4 separate regions of the Sus scrofa genome follow, and regions 2, 3 and 4 are each linked to region 1. Evidence: chromatin contacts called from public HiChIP or PLAC-seq data. All regions are on one chromosome and are shown on one strand. The core of a region is the stretch at or near the end of the contact, and the rest is flanking DNA. Distances in the headings are between cores, read along the strand shown. Region 1 has its middle 54 kb from the start of SDC2. Region 2 overlaps CPQ (carboxypeptidase Q). Region 3 overlaps CPQ (carboxypeptidase Q). Region 4 overlaps CPQ (carboxypeptidase Q).

Region 1 (2,700 bases), core at 98-2,597:
CACCTTGAACCCTGGCTGTACATAGCTCTAGGTACTTTCAGCACTTAAATACATTTAATCCTGACACCACTGCAAGAGGAAGGTTGTTTTTTTTTTTTTTTTTTTTTTTTTTTTTTCAATTTCTTGGGCCGTTCCTGCGGCATATGGAGGTTTCCAGGCTAGGGGTCTAATCAGAGCTGTAGCTGCCAGCCTACACCAGAGCCACAGCAACGTGGGATCTGAGCCATCTGCAAGCTACACCACAGCTCACAGCAACGCCGGATCCTTAACCCACTGAACAAGGCCAGGGATCGAACCCGCAACCTCATGGTTGCTAGTCGGATTTGTTAACCACTGAGCCACGACGGGAACTCCTGAGGAAGGTACTTTTAGTAAACCCATTTTACTAAGTGAAGAGATCGAGGCCCAGAGAAGCACCTTAAAACTTGCCCAAGGTTCCATCATTAGCGAGAGACAGCTTGGTATTTAATCCCAGGCAGTCTGGTTCCAGAGCCTATGTTCTCAGCCACTGTGCCACTCTGACGGCCAACAGTGCAGCACACGCCATGTCCCAGTCCGTGGCTGCTGATTCTTTCATTAGCAGAGGGTCTTCAAAGGCCAGGGCTGTGGACTTGATCTCTAATGAGTGTCTACACCTTAATCCTGGCCAGATGTCCTGCAAGCATCTCACAGATCTAGGCCCTTGGTTACCAAGGAGACCAGGTGAGGATGGATCAGTGCCAGTCTGCCAGCACCATGGGGAGAACTGTGCTATAGATAAAAGGTCAGAACTAGCTTCTCCGTGTCATTAAAATACCCATTAAAAGGGATGTTAGTCAGTGAATCTGGCTTATTGCTTCCCCAAGTGCTAAACCTGCTTTACCTGCACAGAATGTTGGCTCTCATATCGGTTGGATTTGTCAAAAGGGTCAAATTCCACACTGGCCATTTTATCAGAAGGGTAAATACTGTGTGTTTAGCTATTTGTTGTCCTCAGATTGAGAGAGTGTTTCTGTGAAAAGCTTTGGAGGTTTTCGGGCAGAGCCTAGTGTCACAAGGGGCTTTAGGGCTCAAAGTCCATTCCCACTGTTTTACAGATAAGAGAGGCCAGGTCGGCAGGCTCTGCTTCCACGCAGCTAACAAATGGCAGACCCAGGGCGGACCTCCCACCTGCCATGAGAGGGCCAACTGCCACTGTGAAATTATGCCTGCCCTAAACTCTTCAAGAATTTATTCGGGCTTCATTGGCAAAGTTCGGGAATCAAAACTGGCTATTTCCTCATTGGAGGAGGAAGAAGGATGTGCTTTCTGGGCAACTAGTCTCTATAGAGTCAAGCTGAAGTGAAGAATTGATCAACTTCCTGGCCGATTTGCTCATCAAGGAAGTTATTTCCTTAAATGTCCACTACACTTTATGTGAATTCTACGTAACTTTGTGTATTTCACTGTTTCCTCTAGACAGACTCATACTGAAGGTTTTTTTTATCCTTTACTTTTTTTTTTTTTTTTTTTGCTTTTTAGGGCCATACCCATGGCATATGGAGGTTCCCAGGCTAGGGGTCGAATCGGAGCTGTAGCTGCCGGCCTACACCACAGCCACAGCAACATGGGATCCGAGCTCATCTGTGACCTACACCACAGCTCACGGCAATGCCGGATTCTTAGCCCACTGAGCGAGGCCAGAGATTGAACCCACAACCTCATGGTTCCTAGTGGGATTTGTTTCCGTTGCACCACAACATGAACTATCCTTTATACTTTTCTAATAGGAATATTGTCACACCATTTAATAGATCTTATATACCAATTATCTTTCAAAAATCTTGGCATGCAAAACAAGTCTGTCATTTTAAAAATAAATTGGTAGTAAGGGGTTTCCATTTGGGATAGTGAAAAAGTTCTGGAACTGGATAATCATGATGGTTGTGCAACATCATGAATGTATTTCATGCTACTTTAAAGTGGCTAAAATGGTAAATTATGTATATTTTCCATAATAAAAAAACAAATATATACAAATATATAAATATATAAAAAACATAAATATCTATACAAACATATAATAATGAATATTATATGTATGTTTATATATGTAAAACATATAAATATATATACATATATAAAGAAACCTAATTATTGGGAATAAGAAAAAATTAGATCAGTTGAAAATGTTATATTTCATCGATTTATTCAATAACTATTTTTCGAGTACCTCCTAGGAATCAGGTGCATATGTGAAACATATTTTTTTTGTCATTTTAGGGCCTCATCTGTGGCATAGGAAGGTTCCCAGGCTAAGGGTCCAATTGGAGCTGCAGCTGCTGGCCTACACCACGGCAACACGGGATCCGAGCCGTGTCTGTGACCTACACCACAGCTCACAGCAATGCCGGATCCTTAACCCACCGAGCAAGGCCAGGGATCGAACCTGCCTCCTTGTGGATGCTAGTCAGATTCATTTCTGCTGAGCCACGATGGGAATTCCTGAAACATTTTTGAAAGTACTTGCTAACTGTAAGCTGTTATGAAATTGTAGGATATATGTTTAACTGTGTCTGTTTGTGGAGTGAGGGCTGGGTATTTTCCCTTCACTCTTCAGCCTACTCCCCCTCGCTTTGTGGTTTGGGGGGCTGTCCACAGGGACTACTGCATTAGACCCCCTTACCTTATGGCTTCCTATTAGGTTTGACCAGTGGGAGGTGCCAGGAGAAGGGAATGAGG
Region 2 (2,886 bases), core at 328-2,827, 640 kb before region 1:
CTAGATAGACAGGGTAACCTGCAAGGGAATTGGAGCCGTTAAACTCAATTCTCTCCCGACACTTGGGAAATGAATGGAGAATTATGCGTCCAATTCTCAATCCTTGGAGAGCCGAGCACAAAAGTGTTATATAAGAGCTATCGGAGGAGAATTTTGTTCCTTTCAGAATGCTCAGCCTGATACAAGAGAAAAAGAAAAAGAACAAAGGAGCAAGGAGGCTTTGACACACCCCCAGGAGTAGAAGGAGGAGCTTACCAGGTGCTTTCCCCACCTGTTCATGAAGCCTCACACCTTATGGTGTTGGGGAGCCTCCAAGTATTGGATCTGAACAGGCTTTAAAGTAGAAGCAAAGAAATCACCAGGCAAATGGGTTCCCTTAGAGATTTCATATTCTGATGGGTGGTTTAACCTCTCAGTAGGCTTAGTCCTTACAAAGAATCTGGAAAAGAAGAGGGGCCACTGTCTGTGGCCAGGGTACCAAGTATCAAGTGAGAGTTCAGTCTCCGTGGTTATCTAAGCCGCTCAGTGGCAGCGCAGGGGCCCTCCCTGCACCCCTTGAGGAAGGTCCCTCTCTACTGAGTGTTTCTGCAGAAGTTCCTGTTGGAAAAGAAGAGCACCCCTCCCACACTATTCTATGTCTATGTGAAAATGAACATTTCATAGGCGTCACACCTTAAGGTCCTGAGGATAACCGCAGTTGACAAGAGATTTCAGACAGATTTCAAAGGTAATGGGGGTTAGAACTAAATGTCGCACAGTTTTCTACTGAGTTTTCATCCTGCTTACTTTCTCCTCAGTTAAGAAAACCTCCTGGAACATGAGCTGCCTTTTCTCATAATTTTAGCAGCCCATGATTTCAGTATCATGAGTCAGTGCCAGGTGGTATACATATGTGTGTGTATAAATGAACAAAGAAATTATAAAATGGTAGGAATCATGTGCCTTGTTGGTTATTGATTCTAAGGGTTCTTGCAGCTTATCTGGCTGCAAGGAGTTCAGATAGGTCTGATATTTTATGTCCCTCTGTCAACCATCTATTCCACCCTTGAGTAGACTTTGGCCATAATTTTATATCCTCTTGCTCCTCCTTATAATTTCCTACTAACCTATAGTTTCTTGGGGAGGGATCTTTCCTCACTCTTCCTACTGTTCCTAAATCCCTAGATGTCCCTAATGCGTAGGTTCTTAAATGTTAGGGACATATAACTTGAGATCAGATAAACTGATCACATCACACACAATGGCAAAGCTTAATAATTCTCCATCCATTTCCCAAGTGTCAGGAGAGCACTGAGTGTAAAGCACCTACGCTGAGAAATGTTCACAACAACAAAAATCATACTGCTCTAAAACTGATTTTACCCAACAAAGACATTTGAACTGGAAACGGAGAAAGCAGCCGTTGACATCTGGGAACTTGTGTGACACCTACAGGTAGACGGCAGGGTGGTCGAAGATGCCAGACCATCTTGTGCTCCAGCTGGACGGGTAACGAATCTCATGGGACACCAGCATCAGATAAGGGCATTCTGTGACTGATGAAGCAAGCCAAAACAGGCCATTTCATAGTTTTGCCCAGACTAAAACAAAGTCACTGTGCAAACCACAAAATACTAAACATCCCCTTTTTGGCGTCATATGAGTGACGGCTGCTTCTTTCACGCATTACAACATCAGTCTCCATTGAGTTTGCCCTCCATAGACAGGAGATTTAAGATGCCCAGTCATTAAATTATCCCCCTTCCAGAGAGCGACCAAGCTAGAGTAAAGCCTTGCTTCCCTGGACCCATCCAAACCCTGCCCTAACCAAAACCCAAATCTTCCAAGTCCTTTTTGACATCCTTTGATTGAGATGCCTCCTGGGTCCTCATGGGATGCGTCCTGCCTCACTGCAAGGAGTTATAAGAGTGATAAACCTGCCTTGCTCCACCACAGGCATTCCCCTGGCCGTTGACAAAGCTGCAAGAAGTGACTCTTGCAGCTGTGAAGTGACCAGAAAGGGTGATGTGGCTAAAACAAGAGGGAGGTTTCCCTGGTGAGGGTGGGCAAGGATGCTTCCTTTAAACATTCCGATTCCAAAGAAGCATTGAGGAGTTCCCGTCATGGCTCAGCGGTTAACGAACCTGACCAGTATCCATGAGGTTGCGGGTTCAATTCCTGACTTTGATCAGTGGATTAAGTATCTGGTGTTGCTGTGAGCTGTGGGGTAGGTCACAGACACAGCTTGGATCCTGCATTGCTGTGGCTGTGGTGTCAGCTGGCAGCTATAGCTCCTATTCGACCCATAACCTGGAAACCTCCATATGCCGAGGTTTTGCCTAAAAAGACAAAAAAAAAAAAAAAAAAAAGGAAAACAAACAAACAAAGAAGCATTGAGAACTTCCCCTCACTCAGTCTTTCTCTCTTGCATGTAGTCTTGTATTGAGGCACCCACACACTGACTCATGAGTGGGGAGGCTTTGTGGTTTAACCTGACTTTTAATCCCATATCTCATTTTAGGCTGGCTCAGCGGCTGTTTGCTATTGTTGGCGAGTCGAGTACGGTTGACCTCCTGGGTTCTGAGCGTGGGAAAGTAAGAGTTCCAAGGGCACCAGTTCAAGGGTGGTGTAGACAGGCAATCTGGCATCTCAATATCGTTAGAGAAATGAATTGAGACAGGATGACAGTAAACGTGGAAGTTAGAGGCAGTGTCTCTGAGGAAACAGGTTTACAAACCATCATCCCAAACTGAGGGAAGTTATTCTAAAACACAAGGGCAATGCTTCATTTTCTACGGGTGTTTGGTTTCTGGAAATCTGTTACTTAGGTAACGACACTACCTCAGAGAAATTAGTTTATTTTCACAAGTTGTGCCTCAACATTTGTCAGAACATCAGCATTGGGGG
Region 3 (2,824 bases), core at 286-2,785, 540 kb before region 1:
TTTTTCTATTTACCAAAGTAACATGTTTGTTACACAAAAATCGAATGTTATATAAGTATATCCAGTAAAAAGAGTATCTCCTGCCATTCTGCAAATGCTCCATTCCCCCCAAAATCCCAAGCCTGTTTCTGTCAACTGTTTCCTCCTCATTTTTAATGACGTGCAAGACAGGAAGCGCTATACTCTGCTGGGAATTCTTCACTGCGCCCCCTTTCCATCAAGGATTTCTATTTATCTTTATAAAAGAAAGCTCAAAGATCACCTTCACGAAGGTGCCCTGACTCAGCCAAGCCTCACCGCTCCCTTCCTTCATGAGCTGCCCAAAGTAATCTGCACACACTTCAATTAAAGAGCTGATAACAATTTCACTGCAATTTTTGAATTAAACATCTCTCCCACTTCAAAGACTTCAAGGACTATGTCTCCTTCCTCTTTGTTACAAAGTACCTGGCACACTTGACATGCAATCAGTACACAGTTAATATTTGTTGAGTGAACAAGTGAAGAAATATATAAATAAAATATTTTTCTAACACGTAGATTTTCAAGCTTTATAAAAATTACAGTCAAGATGCTTATATTTAATGCTTCTCTAAAAAGATGTTTCACATATATCTCACATTGCAACGACCATGTAGTACTGCTAATTCTAATTTTTGCCCCTTGTGTAGGCTTGAAAACTTAAAATTCCAACTTCACAGAAAATGGTAAAGTTGGAAGAATTTTGGGATGGATGGTGGTTTATTATTTATGTGCCAAATGCACATTTTGAAGCATAACATCTTTGGCCATAGGCTTTGTCCACTGACACCAGAACATTCCATGAAATGACATTTCAAATAAACAGTTTCATGTCCAGTAAACCACAAACACAAAAAAGCATTCAACAGCATTTCACAGCAAATAGCCTTCTGTTGACAGTTACTTAGGAATGACTGATTTTATTTGCAAAGCACAGATACCTCTTCTGTTAGATTAACTGAATATGGTTTTAGCTGATGGCTTGGGCAAAAGAGTGAATCTACAATGAGTAGTGAAAGAAGTGAACAAAGGGGAAGAGACGTGAAGGATGACTCTTAGAACAATATTCCTAAATATCAGAAAGTCCCACTGGACCAACACTTCAAATTAACAAGCCCCACTGAGGGACTTTGACATGCATTCTGCATGACATATTGTCCAAGGAACAGCAGCCAAAAGGAGTCTCACTTTTCTTGGAAAAATAGATTGCCATAGAGAGTTCATATGTCACCAACCAAATAGTTTGGGCTCAATGTAATTAAGTAATATAATTATGAACCCATTTTGTGGCCTCTAGCCCAAAGTCCTATTTCTTACTCAAGTATGTCAGAAGTTTCATCTAGAATGCATATGTCTATGTCAGATCTAGTTTTTCATATTAAAACACATGGACAATCTACAAAAAGAACTTGACAATCTAATTCTAATTTTAAAATTAAAGAGTAAGACTTAGTGAGTGCAATCGCAGGATATGAGGTATCTCGTGGGTTCTGTGCATTCAGCGTAAGTAGGAAGTGGAAGCAGGAAGTGTGCACTTAGCGAGTAGGAAGTGGAAGCAGGAAGTGACCAGGAGAAATTCAGACTCTTACAAATTTAGTATGAAAGTGGAAAACAAGTGAAGGAGGTCAGTGGATTTCCATCATACAAGGGGTGGTGACTTAAATAATAAAGGGAAAGGATATATAGGGATATCATAGCAGCTGGCCCTGGAGTTATATCAGTACAACTAATACATTGAGTTAGAAGGCAAAGCAATCACTAAGTGGGTGGGAGTTAAAAATATAGATGTATTATATATATAATATATATTATATACACACATTTCATATATATACATACATATATAATACATATAATCCTCTCCTACATAAAAAATATGGTACTGTCAGAGTCATGCTTAGTAAATGACAAAAGTTAAAATTTATGGAGTATTAGGATTGGGTTAGGCACTGTTTTAATTATTAAGGGAATTGATTATTTAATTTTCAAATCAACATTATGAGATAGGAACTATTATTACCTCCAATTCACAGATGAGAAAACAGCCACAAAAAGGCAAAGTAACCTGCTTAAGACCACCTGCTACTAAATTGCAGAGCTGGGATTTGAACCCAGACAGTCTGGTTTCAGAGGTTTTGTTTTGCTTTTTTTTTTTTTTACAGTATGCCATGCTGCCTCTTAACACCTACTCAAAAGAAATATTCCTCTTTATTTTAGAGTTTTATTCATGTTTATATAGCTTTTCAGAACGCTATCGGAGAGTTAAGCCCTGAATTGATGGAGACAGATTACTAGCTATCAAAAGCAACTGAAGTCAATGTACTTTCAGAGCTGGAAAAAGATACTCAATTCACCTTTGCATGCTGTTTGACATTTACTCATGCAATTGAATTCAACTCAATTAACAGTGATTTAGGGTCCCATGCTGAGTACTAAAGAAGTAAGATTCCAAGCCTAGAGAGGCACAATTTTTATTCCAATCTAGAGTGGATAAAATACTCTGGAAGCTAGCAGTTGAACAGAAATGGAGAAAACAAAGTCCAGGGAGTTCAAATGACCTTCCAGGGGCCAAAAAAGTAATTTGTGGCATAGAATGACCTAAAAATCCCACTGAGATGGGTCCAGCTCTCCTTTTACACTACCACTCTGCCTGCAGTCAAGCTGGTGGGAACCCATTAAAATAAAATTAACTTTCAAATAAATATCTGTGTCCTAGGAAGAGGAAAATGGTACCTGCCTGCTTCATCTCTAGGGCCCACTTCATTCTGGAATGAAGTTATGACAGAGAGAACAGATAGCCACA
Region 4 (2,889 bases), core at 236-2,735, 610 kb before region 1:
ATGAAATGGGGAGAATAATGGCACCCAGTTCACAGAGTCGGAAGAAAGAGGGCACTGTAGAGCCTGGCACTTAATTAGCACTTGATCAATGGTGGCTGTTACTGATCTGACCACTAAAGATAAGGATCTCTCAGATTTTCAGATAATCTCCATATAAACCATTCTGTTAGCTGCTTATAATGCTGACAGGTAGCATTTTTTACTGTGCTTCCTACATGCCAGAGCCTGTGTGAAATGCTTTACAGCTGATCTCATGCAATGCTCATTCTATAAGTGCTCTTGTATCTCTCACTTCACAGATGAGGCAACTGAGGTTTTGTCAGGCTAATTAACTTCCCCAAGGTAACCTAGCTGGTAAGTGGTGTAGCCAGAATTCAAACCCAGAGGTCTGCCTCCCCACGTCTGTGCTCTCAACCCCTCCACTGCCCTGTCTACTGAAGCTTATTCCCAACTGTCAGGCCACAAATCCTCACTTTGAATTCAAGAACTACAAAGGCTGTAGTGAAACTAATGTCCAGTGTTTAAATTTTCTTTGCATGATCACAATATAGGGTCTGCTTGCATAGAATTTATTATCCCTGCTAATTAAGTAATTTGATTAAGCAAAGAGAAGAACAAGAACAAAAACAAAAACAAAAGCAAGAACAAAACTCTTGCTCCATCACTTCCTTCCAAGTAAGAATAAAAAGCCTAAAATAATAAAACATCTTTTCAACCGAATTGGACAGGATGTGTAGATGTCAGTAAACCAGAATTCTGGCAGAGGTAAAGACATGTGTGATTTCTATTCATGTAGAATTTTATTAGCTGCTGCTAACCTGATGGCAGCATTCTTTTGTTTTCTATTTATATATAAACATCTCCATATGTTTTCAATAAAGAACTAAGAAAACAAACCACCCACCGTCCATGACACTGCTTTTTCTCCTCATTTATGGAGTCATTGTCTAATCGTTAGCACATGGCCAAAGAGCTGGGAAAACAAAATATGTCTGCACAAAGAAATCAGAATGAATGAGCTGGGTCACTGGGCTCTTAGATCCACTGCTTCTCAGGAATGTGTTGTCACAAACATCCGTGTTACTTGCTCTGCCATGATTCTTTGGGGACACACTCAGTGTAGATTTCAAAAGCTGATTATAGCTGGTGACAGCGAAGCAGAGCCATGCTGGTTTCACTCAAGCCTCTTGAGCATACATAACAAGATATCCGTTCTCCTGTTTACAGGGTGGAGGAAGAAACCTTCTTCTAGAGACTGAATGCATTATTGGTGAGGCAGCTAGCACCGATCGAGACAGACAGGAAAATGAGGAGGCTGAGAAGCTCAGTGATGAGCTCAGATATCATCTGCAAACTCCCACTCTGCTCTCTTAATAAAGAGAAACATCTCTTTATTAGGATCCATGGAAACTGTCATTCATTGCCAGGTAATGGACCTAATGCAATGTAGAGAAATGCTCCTGGCTAACCTCCTAGGTTGGGATCAGTGGATTAGTTAATATCCGCTCAGAGTTGAGGATTCCCAGGACTTTGTTTTGCGCTGGAGCCACATCCTATCACACTTCTTCTTCTTCTTCTTTTTTTTTTTTTAAAGGGTCAGCTAACTCTGCCAAAGAGCAATTTGGTAACCATTAGCATTCTTTGGGTGCAACGCAAGACGAAAAAGAAGAACAGTGTTTAAAATACATATTGCATGTTTTCAAATGCTTACTTCCTAATATAAACACGAGGATGATGTTTGTGTTTTTGCATTTATAAAATTCCAGATTCATAAAATTATAAAAATTCCTTCTTCAGAAACCTAGACCCAAATCCAACATCTCCCCTCCTACCACATTTGGCTTCCTTTTTGTTTTAGAGTTTTTATTTTCTCATAACCTAGGTAACCTGTCTTTGGTTTGGACCTAAAGTGACATTGTAATCCCAAAATCAAATGAAAAGAAAAAGAGACTCTTAATTATTTGAGTTAATCGTGTAGCCTCCTCAGTTCCATCTCCAAAGAAGTAAAAACTCCACCCTGAAAGGGGTAATTAGTCGCAGTACCACTTTCCTGCTCTGGTAAATGTTACTATTTTACAAATGATGGTGGTAAAGTTCACAAAAGGAAATCATTCCATGAGACCATGTGCTGAGTTGCCAGAATCATCTTCTCTAGCGCTGCCATTGTGGCTGGAATTCCCTGGAGCTGGAGGTGAGTGCCTCACAGGGCTTTAGCTCTGTATTTACCCATGGTGATTGGATGATAGGCAAAGAGGTTTCTCCTCGCTGTGCAAAATCAAGAATAATTTTACTTTCTGGTCAGGTCTACCCTGGGATTCAGACTTTTATTTCTGACTCTCTAGCATTCAGTCTTGAACAGCCTTGGGGACCCAGGGAGAGCTAGGAAAGCGACGATGACAGGGTGGAGGGCCATAAGTTATTTTTATTTGACAGCTAAACTGGCTGCAGCTCTGGGGAATGGGCAGTCTTGGGTTAGCTACATGAGTACTAAAATTACAGACACCTATTGTGGTTTGGCCACCATGCTGCCTGGAGACGGGGACAGAATAACTGGCTTCCAGAGGTCCCTTTCCAGCGCTATCATTCTATGAGTGTGCACAGTAGGTTTCTCTTGCCAGACAAGCCTGTGTTTTCAGGCAATTCAATTTTCTCAGTGCCTTCCGAAGCACTCTAGATCTCAGTGAATTCTCCTCTTGAGCTGGTTAAGGCCCATAGATGGCCCTTAATCTTATGGAAAACACATAATCCCTCTATAAATGTCACTATGGTAACGAGAGCGAGTTGGAAGGCTGAAAAGATGGCATAAAAACATAAGAAATAAGAACTTTATTTGTATTCTATAGGAGATATTAACAGTATTCACATTTCTTTTAGGACTAAAAACAACTC

What was found. HiChIP or PLAC-seq counts read pairs in DNA pulled down with a chosen protein or histone mark.
Region 2: an H3K27ac HiChIP or PLAC-seq map of alveolar macrophages shows a contact between it and region 1. The contact joins two enhancer-like sites. A contact is called at or near these places in 1 of 47 Hi-C or Micro-C datasets (embryonic fibroblasts) and 1 of 2 datasets of contacts at active chromatin or transcription factors (alveolar macrophages).
Region 3: a contact with region 1 is called in an H3K27ac HiChIP or PLAC-seq map of alveolar macrophages. The contact joins two enhancer-like sites. A contact is called at or near these places in 1 of 47 Hi-C or Micro-C datasets (liver) and 1 of 2 datasets of contacts at active chromatin or transcription factors (alveolar macrophages).
Region 4: a contact with region 1 is called in an H3K27ac HiChIP or PLAC-seq map of alveolar macrophages. The contact joins two enhancer-like sites.

The regions. Positions count from the first base shown.
Region 1 is chr4:40,181,779-40,184,478 of Sscrofa11.1, forward strand. No RefSeq gene overlaps it. Among named protein-coding and RNA genes, the nearest start is that of SDC2, 54 kb to the left of the region's middle. Within about 2 kb of position 1,348, at least 4 of the 83 cell types and tissues checked have an H3K27ac peak or open chromatin away from gene starts, as enhancers often do. A contact at or near this core is called in alveolar macrophages, where this site is marked.
Region 2 is chr4:39,540,479-39,543,364 of Sscrofa11.1, forward strand. The region is part of intron 7 of CPQ (carboxypeptidase Q); the gene reads right to left. Among named protein-coding and RNA genes, the nearest start is that of TSPYL5, 180 kb to the left of the region's middle. Within about 2 kb of position 1,578, at least 1 of the 83 cell types and tissues checked has an H3K27ac peak or open chromatin away from gene starts, as enhancers often do. A contact at or near this core is called in alveolar macrophages, where this site is marked.
Region 3 is chr4:39,638,121-39,640,944 of Sscrofa11.1, forward strand. All of the region lies in intron 4 of CPQ (carboxypeptidase Q), which reads right to left. Among named protein-coding and RNA genes, the nearest start is that of CPQ, 220 kb to the right of the region's middle. Within about 2 kb of position 1,536, at least 2 of the 83 cell types and tissues checked have an H3K27ac peak or open chromatin away from gene starts, as enhancers often do. A contact at or near this core is called in alveolar macrophages, where this site is marked.
Region 4 is chr4:39,567,521-39,570,409 of Sscrofa11.1, forward strand. The region is part of intron 6 of CPQ (carboxypeptidase Q); the gene reads right to left. Among named protein-coding and RNA genes, the nearest start is that of TSPYL5, 210 kb to the left of the region's middle. Within about 2 kb of position 1,486, at least 9 of the 83 cell types and tissues checked have an H3K27ac peak or open chromatin away from gene starts, as enhancers often do. A contact at or near this core is called in alveolar macrophages, where this site is marked.